3 separate regions of the Mus musculus genome follow, and regions 2 and 3 are each linked to region 1. The links are chromatin contacts, called in public HiChIP or PLAC-seq maps. All regions are on one chromosome and are shown on one strand. Each heading gives the region's core, a stretch centred on a gene start, on an enhancer-like site or on the middle of the called end of the contact. The rest is flanking DNA. Distances are from core to core; before and after follow the strand shown.

What was found. HiChIP or PLAC-seq counts read pairs in DNA pulled down with a chosen protein or histone mark.
Region 2: a contact with region 1 is called in an H3K27ac HiChIP or PLAC-seq map of embryonic stem cells, with 8 read pairs. The contact joins the enhancer-like site here to the promoter of Ltk in region 1. A contact is called at or near these places in 4 of 39 promoter capture datasets (embryonic stem cells and epiblast stem cells), 2 of 484 Hi-C or Micro-C datasets (cortical neurons and embryonic stem cells), 2 of 115 datasets of contacts at active chromatin or transcription factors (both in embryonic stem cells) and 2 of 9 other capture datasets (adipose tissue and pancreatic islet).
Region 3: a contact with region 1 is called in an H3K27ac HiChIP or PLAC-seq map of embryonic stem cells, with 5 read pairs. The contact joins the enhancer-like site here to the promoter of Ltk in region 1. A contact is called at or near these places in 9 of 39 promoter capture datasets (embryonic stem cells, epiblast stem cells, frontonasal cranial neural crest and 6 more), 1 of 115 datasets of contacts at active chromatin or transcription factors (embryonic stem cells) and 2 of 9 other capture datasets (adipose tissue and pancreatic islet).

The regions. Positions count from the first base shown.
Region 1 is chr2:119,758,578-119,762,049 of GRCm38.p6, forward strand. It overlaps Ltk (leukocyte tyrosine kinase), which reads right to left and starts at 1,854. Exons shown (of 20, transcript NM_203345.2): 1 at 1,675-1,854; 2 at 980-1,123; 3 at 718-889; 4 at 179-329; 5 at 1-84. The coding sequence starts at 1,717.
Region 2 is chr2:119,832,432-119,835,856 of GRCm38.p6, forward strand. No RefSeq gene overlaps it. Among named protein-coding and RNA genes, the nearest start is that of Tyro3, 35 kb to the left of the region's middle. Within about 2 kb of position 1,955, at least 9 of the 459 cell types and tissues checked have an H3K27ac peak or open chromatin away from gene starts, as enhancers often do. A contact at or near this core is called in embryonic stem cells, where this site is marked.
Region 3 is chr2:119,855,959-119,859,586 of GRCm38.p6, forward strand. No RefSeq gene overlaps it. Among named protein-coding and RNA genes, the nearest start is that of Mga, 39 kb to the right of the region's middle. Within about 2 kb of position 1,358, at least 6 of the 459 cell types and tissues checked have an H3K27ac peak or open chromatin away from gene starts, as enhancers often do. A contact at or near this core is called in embryonic stem cells, where this site is marked.

The sequences.
Region 1 (3,472 bases), core at 604-3,103:
CCAGCCTGGGATCCTTTCGGTCCCATAGGTGGTTGCATGCTCCCCAGACTCTCCCAGACAGACGAGTTGGCTCTCAGGGCTCCCCTGGGTGGCACCAAGGTGAAATGCTGCGTGACCAGGGACTCTCTCCTCCCCCAGCTCTCGGACCGGGCGCCCCTGTCCCACTCGCCCCGCTTACTCCGGGACAGGCGTCCTGGCCCTGCTGCCCCACAAGGATGTACACCGGCTCCCCGCGACGGAGGAAGAAGACTGCTGAGAGGAAGATGCCGTGCGCCCGTGACAGGTGGTTTTGGGCGCCCTTGCCGCCCGCCGCTCCGTAGGCGGAGATCCTGCAGGAGGAGAGAGCACCGGTCCGCGTCTCAGTCCTAGGCGCCTCGGTCCTGGACCAGGCGGCGGCTCAAGGTCGGGAACCCGTGGCCGGAAAGCTTCTTCCTAAGGGACTTAGATGGACTGTGAAGGGATGGGGAAGAACCGAGTTTTGGGTTGGGTTCCACGAGTATTTCAAGAGCGTTAACGGAGATGGCTGGAATCATCCAGCCCCATCTTCAGCCACCGTTGATTGGGCGGCCGTCCTGACGATGGTTAACTTAGGAGGAGGACAGACAATCGAAGTGACTGACACTAGACTTCTCTGCGGAATGTTTTAAGATAACTTCCCTGGTCTGTAGAACCTCAGCCTAAGAGGTGATTGCCACCCTCTTCCTGCTGGGCACTTACAGATACTGGCCTGTGTCTGGCACCCGCCACAGCTGCACGCCTTTGAGCGGCCCGGCAGCCCCCACTGTCACCATCACGCTGCTTCCTGTGTATGCCCCATCGCACTGTGTTTGTGTGGGTCCGCTCCTGCCGCTGGCGCCACAGGTGTTAAACACCCAAGGCCCCCGTGTGCCTAGGTACAAAGGGAGAAGGAAAAAGTTCCTCTCCAGGCCTAGGGATCTGGAGATGGTGAACCAAGAAAAGGGAGGAGCCTGAAACTCACCTAGAGGATTTGGGAGGGAAGCTGGCTCCAATTTACTGGGTGTGGGGGTGACTTTCTGCTCCTGGGAATTGAGTACCAGCACCGGCAAAAGCGAAGGTGTTAGAAAAGGTGTCTGGAACTCCGAGTTGGAGCAAAGAATAGTTCCTGAAAGGTGACAGGAAGAAGGGTTAGATGATGCAGAATGTGACAGGGGAGACATAAGAGATGGATAGCCACTCAGCAGTACCCTGCTTCCAGCCACACCCCGAATGCCGCCCAGCTGGTGCATACAGAGGCTGAAGCTAGACACCTACCACCCAACCGGGTTTCCCAAGCCTTGCAAGGTGTCTACATATATCATGACATATACATATATCTACATATATACATATATATATATATACATATATATATATATATATATATACATATATGTCTACATATATCATTCCAGAGCTCTCATGGAGTGACTTGGGGGCTGCACCGCTCTCTGTTGTACAGCACCCCACCACCTCTCCTCTCTCTAGCTTCCTCCCAAGTAGTGCCAAGGCCCCATCTGATTCTTAGATTCGGACGTGCTCCGCACCTTTCTTGCTGTACTCTAAAAGCACAAGGCCACCTTAGAAGGAACCATTGAGACCTGGTCTGTTGCTAATGCAGCCCCAAATCTAGTTGTCTCTGGTTGGCTGGTACCCTGACCACCAAACAGCACTTACCAGCAGCTCCCAGCCACAGCAGCAGCCGGTGGGAGCAGCCCATCGCCCAATCCCTTGGTTCCAGCAAAGGATGATGGTTGAGAACTCGATTCCCTAGCTGCAGTTTATAGGCGTGTCAGCAGTCTCAGAGCTATCACCACTACCCTGCCGACTTCCAACTGGCCTGTATACACTCACGTCAGACCCGGGAAATAGAAGGAAAAGGCGGAGCATGAGGACAGCGAGGTCCCCAGGCTTCTGGGAGGAGCCTTGCTGAGCTGAAGGGCTCTAGTCCCCACCTATGGCACACCAACAAACTAGTGAGTTCCTGGTAGGAGAAAAAGTTGACTCTACATTATACCTTTGTGATAGGCTGGACAGCACCTAGTACATGGCAGTAGCTTTTGTGGGTCTCAGGATAGCATCAATAGTGAATGGCTTTATTGGTGTCAGTGTTAGTTTAAGTGCATGATCACACATGGGAAGTATGTAGAGCCTCCAAAAATCCACCTGCCTCTGCCTCCTGGGTGATGGCGACTAAACTGTCCCCCATAAGGCATTATTGCTTGCCATTGCTGTGTCCCTTTCTGACCATGAGGCAGGACATCCCAGTACCTCAGAATCATGACTTTCTGAGTTTGTTGCACACTGTTCCTGTGGACAATTTCTTACTGCCATGACTGGATAAGGTGTTGAAAAATGTGGACAGTGTTGCTCACATTTGTAACCCAGCACCTGCCAAGTGGAGATGGGACCCCAAGTTCAGTGTTATCTTCTGCTTTCAAACTGGATGCCAGCCTGGACTTACATGAGACTTCCTCTCAAAAAGCTAATAGATATGTTAAAAAGATGTCAGAAGCCGGGTGGTGGTGGCGCATGCCTATGATCCCAGCACTTGGGAGGCAGAGGCAGATTTCTGAGTTCGAGGCCAGCCTGGTCTACAAAGTGAGTGCCAAGACAGCCAGGGGTACACAGAGAAACCCTGTCTCTGAAAGAGAAAAAAAAAAAAAAAGATGTCAGAAGATTCAAGTGCTAGCATTCCCAGGCAATGCAGAGTGGCTCAGCCACAGGCCACCAACTGCAAAATCACATGGAAGGATAGTTTTGTGTATTGTGTCCTTTATCTTTTGTTCAAAATGCTAATGTTAAGCCAGGCATGGTGGCTCATGCCTGTAATTCCTGCACTTGGAAGGCTGAAGCAGCAGGATTGCTATGAGTCCCCTCAAAACAAAAACAAAATCTTCCTACCAGAATAAATCTTTTGCAAAGGATCTCAGCTATCTGTAGAAGAGTGCAAATTTCTTTTTTTTAATTAATTTATTTGTTCAGCGCCCCACCCCCAGCCTCTCCCCTCAAGGTTCCTAATTTCTAATCCATGGGTATAAACCACCCAGGAGGCTAAAATCCCACCAGGGTCATTAGCACTGCACAAATAATGGTCTTGTGGGTTGCCTGACTCCCTGCCCTCTGCCGGCCTCCAAGGGGGAAAGCAAAGGTTACAGGAGGAGTTTCTTTGGGAGGAGGCAACTAAGGGAAGAACCATCCCAATAAACACATACTGGACTTAAAAAAACCCAAAAAACTAAGTCAATGACTGAAGCCTAAACGCTAAAGATGTTTTTACTTCTAAAAACTGAAGCTGGGCCTATCAGGTAACTAGCTAATTAGTAAATTCTGAGTATCTAATACTAACTCTAGCTACGGTAGATTTTATAAAAATGGAGAACTCATGACCCACTGAGTTCTATAGATATCACCATCACTCTCTTTCATGGATAAAATTTTGTTTTAATAAGCTAAAGAAAGGAACTGGTGGTGT
Region 2 (3,425 bases), core at 705-3,204, 74 kb after region 1:
CCTGGAACGCAAATTACAGGACGATTAAAATAGGTGCTAAAAACCAAACCTGGCTCCTCTTGAAGATCAGCAAGTGCACTTAACCACTGAGCCAACTCTCGAGGCTCCAGAGTAACATCTTAAAAAAAAAAAAAAAAAGAAAGAAAGAAAACCCTGCTACTCATCTCCTTCCTAGATAGCTGATTATGCACAGAGAAGCCAGGGAAGAAAGAGAGAGGCAGTCAGCATCTGAGAGCTCAGTCAGCCTTCTAGTCAGGAGGTCTGCCACACTTGTGATATGTATGCCTCTCTTGGTATCAGTTCCTTATTCTCTGAATATCTGGGTTCAAATATTTCTTGAAACCCTGATTACAGTTAGTTTTTATTGGTATCAGCCTAGCACTTTTCCAGAACACAAGTATGTCTTTGTAATAGAGAATATAAAAGTGCCCTGTCTGTCCCCTCTATGCCTTATCAATTTTACTATGTGCTTCCATCTGACCTCAGACTTGGAACTTGAGATCCTCCTGCCTCAGACTCCCAACTTCTGGCATAACAGCGGTGTATCACTGTACTCAGTTTACACTGATTCAAAGTAGACTTTATCCATCATGCAAGTGCATCTCTGTGAGTTCCAGACCAGCCTCGTCTACATAATGAGACAAAAACAAAGCAGTAAACAAACACAAGCAGACCATGAACTTCTGATCTTCCTGCCTCTACTTCCCAAGTGCTAGACTAGAGGTCTGCCCCATGGAGCCTGGCAAGAACCTTTAGTCTAGGGAGGGAAGGTGGCTCCAATGCTCGCCAAGTTTGAGGACCTGATTTTTACTTCCAGCGTCCACATAAGAAAACAGTAGATAGGGTTATAAACACTTGTAACCCTAGTGCCAGGGAAGCAGAGGTAGGCTAGCTAGCCTAGAGACGTGTCTCAAATACTTAAAAAAGAAAGAGAAAAAGGATAGACTTGAGGAATGACACTCAATATTATCCTCTGGGCTTCCCTGTGCATTTGTATGTGTACACAGACACACACATGCACACACGCACGCACACACACACATGGGCTTGCACACACACACTCACACACACGTGCTCACACATGCACTCACACACACATGCTCACACATGCACACTCACACACACACATGCACACTCAAATGAATCCTTTGTCTTTTTTATTTTTTTTGTTTTTTGGATTGTGTAGACAGGGTTTCTCCATGTAGCCCTGGCTGTCCAGGAACTTGATTAAAGGCATGAGAGTCACCACTGCCTAGATGAGAATCTTTTTTAAAAGCAAATGCTTGCTCTGCTATGCATCATGGTGCATAACTCAGAAGGCAGAGGTTCTAAGTGAGTTCATGGTCTTGGTACTCGTCTAGCATGTACAAAGGCCTGTGTCCCAAACCCAGCCACACAGGAGAAAAGGAAATAATAAATAAAAAAGATAGGACTGGACATAGTAGCACAACCCTGTAATCCTAACATTTGGAAAATGGAAGCAGGAACATCAGAAGTTCAATGTCAGCTGGGCAGTGGTGGCACACGCCTTTGATCCCAGCAATTGGGAGGCAGAGGCAGGCAGATTTCTGAGTTTGAGGCCAGCCTGGTCTACAGAATGAGTTCCAGGACATCCAGGGCCACACAGAGAAACCCTGTCTCGAAAAAAAAAAAGTTCAAAGTTATCTTCAGCAGTGTAGCCCATTCCAGAACAGCCTGGGCTACATGAGTCTATCTCATAAACCACCCAAAATAGATGCTTCTAGAAAAAAAATCTTGGTGTCCCACAAAGGAACACACAGACGAAGAGAGAATAAAAGGAAAGGGGTTGGGAAACTCTGGCAAGGCTAACTACCTTTGATTTTAAAAAATGTTTTTCAGATTTATGGTTGAGGAGGTTAAAGCCCACACTCAGCAAATATGAAGCCTTGGGTTTGATCTTTTAGCGCTGATTAAACTGGGTGTGGTCATGGTGTCTGGAATCCCAGTTCTCAGCAATCAGACACACCCAGCCATTTTAGGCTACTTACTGAGCTGATTACCTATTTGTCAGCCTCACCCAGCTGGGGTCATCTGGGAAGAGGGATCGATCCTCAGCTGAGAAAATGGCTCCATCAGATTGGCCTGTGGGCAAGTTTGTGGGGAATTCTCTCTCTCTCTCTCTCTCTCTCTCTCTCCTCTCTTTGGTTTTTCGAGACGGTGCTTCTCTGTATAGCCCTAGCGCTGGCTGTCCTGGAACTCACTTTGTAGACCAGGCTGGCCTCGAACTCAGAAATCCACCTGCCTCTGCCTCCTGAGTACTGGGATTAAAGGCATGTGCCACCATGCCGGGCACAGTAAGCAGCACTCTTCCATGGCCTCTGCTTCAGTTCCTGCCTCCAGGTTCCTCCCTCTACCTCCCTTCACAATTTAGTATAAACTTGAGGCGAAATGAATCATTTCTCCAAGTTGCTTTTGGTCATAGTGTTTAGCACAGCAATAGAAACTCCAACTAAAACGGCTACGTAGCAAGTTTGTGGTCGATCTCAAATAAAATAAAACGATGAAATGAAAGAAAAAAATTCCAAAGAAAGGTCATTCTTATCTTTTTTTCTTTCTTTTTTAAAATTTTTTTTAGGGGTTGGAGAGATGGCTCAGTGGTTAAGAGCACTGACTGCTCTTCCAGAAGTCCTGAGTTCAATTTCCAGCAACCACATGGTGGCTCACAACCATCTGTAATGGGATCTGATGTGCTCTTCTGGTGTATCTGAAGACAGCTACAGTGTACTCATATACATAAAATAAACATTAAGACACCTAACTTGTCCTATTTTTTTTCATATATGTATGCATGCCAGAAGAGGGCATCAGATCACATTATAGATGGTTGTGAGCTACTAAGTGGTTGCTGGGAATTGAACTTAGAACCTCTGGAAGGGTACCCAGTGACCTTAACCACTGAACCACCTTTCTAAGTCTCCGCTCCCTTTTTTTTTTTTTTTTTTTTTTTTTTTTGATACACTGTCTTTCTATGTAGCCCTGGCTGGCCTGGTACTTAATAGATTAGGCTAGCCTTGAATTCACAGAAATTACCTGCTTCTGCCTCCCTAGTGCTGTGATTAAAGGTGTGTGCCAGCCGGGCGTGGTGGCGCTCGCCTTTAATCCCAGCACTCAGGAGGCAGAGGCAGGTGGGTTTCTGAGTTCGAGGCCAGCCTGGTCTACAAAGTGAGTTCCAGGACAGCCAGGGCTATACAGAGAAACCCTGTCTCGAAAAACCAAAAAAAAAAAAAAAAGATAAAGGTGTGTGCCATCATGATCAGTTCTTATCTTTCAAACATCTTTTATTTTTATGTTTAGCTTACTTTCTGAGGTCAGAGGTGGTTGTTGAGAGTCCTCTTCTTCTTCCTCCTCCCCTCTTCCTTCTTCCTTATTGGTGTTCTGCCTGCATGTTTGTCTCTGTGAAGGTG
Region 3 (3,628 bases), core at 108-2,607, 97 kb after region 1:
AGTTAGATGATCAAGTACGATGTGCGTGTGTTGGAGGTGAGAGGTTGAGGAAATGGAGATATGCATACCTACAGAGGATAGAGGTTAATATTGGGTGTCATTTTCTTTCCTTTTTTTTTCTTTCAGACTAGATCTGAAGTAGCCCCAGCTGGACTGGAACTCACTATATAGGCTAGGTTGGCCTTATACTCTCAGAGATTCACCTGTCTTTTCAACCCCACCCACTAAGTGTTGGGACCAAAGTTGTGCATTTCCGTGCCTGGCCCTCCATCTTAATTTTTGAGAGCAGCTCTCTCACTGTGCCTAGAGCTTGCTAGACTAGCTGGTTAGCCAGCCCCTGGTATGTTTTGCACTGGGTTCATGGGAACATGTCTGACTTTCATATCAGTGCTGAGAGTCAGAATTCAGGTCCTTATGGATCAGGTAAGCATAGGAGATAGTGTAGTCTGGTACCCTATCTGGTTTTGGCTATATATAACTCCCCATTTTGTAGTAATGCACTTGACAGGCTGGTTCCCTGACCTTAATATGCATACATGTTTCTCAGCCAATAATCCACCTAGCAACCTTAGAAACCACTGGAACCCCCATCTTCCCTGGGCTACACATAGTGCAATATCTGAACAATAGTATAAATTCCTCTGCCCCTAGTAACAATCAAATTTAAATAGTTCTAGCAAAGTGCATTTCCATGTGGTATGAAGACTAGATGGGCTGATTCAGCCTGAACAGGTTTGGCGTTCATGCCCTAAGGGAAAACTGTGTTTTTATTTTATTTTATTTTATTTTATTTTATTTTATTTTATTTTATTTAAAGATTTATTATATGTAAGTACACTGTTGCTGTCTTCAGACACTCCAGAAGAGGGTGTCAGATCTCATCACAGATGGTGGTTGTGAGCCACCATGTGGTTGCTGGGAATTGAACTCAGGACCTTAGGAAGAGCAGTCAGTGCTCTTAACCACTGAGCCATCTCTCCAGCCCCTTATTTTATTTTTTAAGGCAGGGTCTCTCTCTCTCTCTCTCTCTCTCTCTCTCTCTCTCTCTCTCTCTCTCTCTCTCTCTCTCTCTCTCTCTCTCTCTCTCCCTCCCTCCCTCCCTCCCTCCCTCCCTCCCTCCCTCCCTCCCTCTCTCTCTCTCTCTCTCTCTCTCTCTCTCTCTCTCTCTCTCTCTCTGGCTCTCTGGCTGTCCTGAAACTCACTATGTAGACCAGGTTGGCCTTGGACTCAGGAATCTACCCACTGCTACTTTTCAAATTCTGGGATTAAAGGCATGTACCACTACATGTAGTGACTGTGTGGAGTTGGTATGTGCACATGAGTATGGATGTTCTCTGAGGCCAGAAGTGTCTGATTCCTGTTGGACTGGGATTAAAGACAGTGTGAGTTGTCCAACATTGATGCTGTGAACTGAACTTGAGTCTTGGAGAGGGCAGTCAGCACAAATAACTTTTGAATTGTCTCTTTAGCCCCTTAGCCCTTAAAAATAAAAAAAAAATATGTTTTATAAGCTGGGTAGTGATAGTGTACACCAGCATTTGGGAGACAGAGGCAGGTGGATCTCTCCTGGGAGATGGTTTTGTGCACTGTGTATTCAGATGCTGATTACTGCGTCCCGAGACCTTGTTGCATCTGGACACTGGCATTGTCATGTATCTTCTTTCTCAATGTTGTGTAAAAGTTGTTTTCCATCACTTCTGATTGGTTAATAGCTGTTCAGCAAATTCCTGTGCAGGAAAGAATATGATGGGACTTCCAATTCCTGTGAAAGGGTCCTGTAGAGACCAGAGAGTTTGCCAGAAGGAGTCACAGAGGACTAATTAGGTTAGATTAGAGTTAGAATAGATAAGAACCCTGCCCGATATAGTGCAAGATGCTCATTTATAAAAATACCAGATCTCCATGTTATTATTTCAGAACAGGGTGGGCATAGAAAAAGCCCTGTATATTTACTTACATTTAGTGCCTAAAGTGGGGCACAGAATCCAAGCTTAAACAAAAGGTTCAGGTATTAAAGAAGTCCTAGGTGGAAGGTGGTTTCCTAGTCGCTTGGGACCAGGAAGTTTCGAGAAGCCAAGTATTCTCCGAAGACAGGAGACCTGCAGCATCTCCACACCTTGATCTCACTTTGGGGAGGCAGATAGGCATGGGCTCTTGGCTGGCCATAGAGTTTGTACTGCACAGACCTGACTCCTATGCCCCCTGGCACCTGAAGATCCCACCAGACAGCATGCTTTGGAAGATGTACAAGCTGTAATTGAGCCATTTGAACTCAAAATGTGGGCAGCAAAGGCCCTAGCCCCTGCCCTTCATTGGCTGTTGGAGCAGTGTTTTGTAGTACATAATGGGTTTCCACCTTTGTAGCAATCCTTGGCTTTAGTGAACTTGATGTTCCACCTTCACAGCCAGGTCTCCCTTTGGAATGAATTTGTGGTGAGGTCAGCACTACTGCCTGGGGGCAGGGAATGGACGCAGAGGATCTGGACTCAAGGGGCATTGAGTTGGTTGCCCAGGCTGCCCTCCCTCAAATTTCCATTCAGTGCCTTGTGAGAAGACTCTGACCTGATTGGGCAAACTGTCCTTACAGGCTCCAGCAGGGAAGGGCCCCTAGCCTGAGTGGGATACCCTCTAGGGGAGGAGGCCTGCGTCCCTATCAGAGCTTGTCAGAAGCTGCAGCTAGCAGATGGTGTGTGCACCTTGGTACAGTCGTCTAAGTGACAGGGTTTGAAGCTAGTAGGGTGCCAGAAGGAATCTAAGACTAAGAAAATAGATGTATTCTCCATGTATGGCCACTTGAAGGAATGCTAAATCCAAGGACCAAGTAAATAGTAGGTTTTACAGGTTTCATTTCAAGCTTTTTCTCAAAAGCCAGCTTGCCTTGTTGAATTTAAATAGCTTTGATTGGCAATTTATTTACACCCCTTGTTTTCAGAACATGTCAGCTGAATAAAGTTGAGGTTTATTTAGAAAAAAAAAAAAAGACTAAAGCCAATAGAAGTCTGGTAAGACTAAATAAAGTAAGGGGACTGGAGAGATGGCTCAGCGGTTAAGAGCACCGACTGCTCTTCCGAATGGTCCTGAGTTCAAATCCCAGCAACCACATGGTGGCTCACAACCATCTGTAATGAAATATGACACCCTCTTCTGGAGTGTCTGAAGACAGCAACAGTGTACTTACATATAATAATTAAAAAAAAAAAAAGACTAAAGTAAGTCTCTTACGTAGCGAACTGGCAATGGTGGCACATGCACCCAGTACTCAGAAGGTGGAGGTAGAAAGATCAGAAGTCACCATTGCATACACTAGCAAGATTTTGCTGCAAGGACCCTGATATAGCTGTCTCTTGTGAGACTAGGCCGGGGCCTAGCAAACACAGAAGTGGATGCTCACAGTCAGCTATTGGATGGATCACAGGGCCCCCAATGGAGGAGCTAGAGAAAGTTTCCAAGGAGCTAAAGAGATCTGCAACCCTGTAGGCACAACATTATGAATTAACCAGTACCTCCCAGAGCTCGTGTCTCTAGCTGCATATGTATCAAAAGATGGCCTAGTCGGCCATCACTGGAAAGAGAGGCCCATTGGACACGCAAACTTTATATGCCCCAGTACAGGGGAATGCCAGGGCCA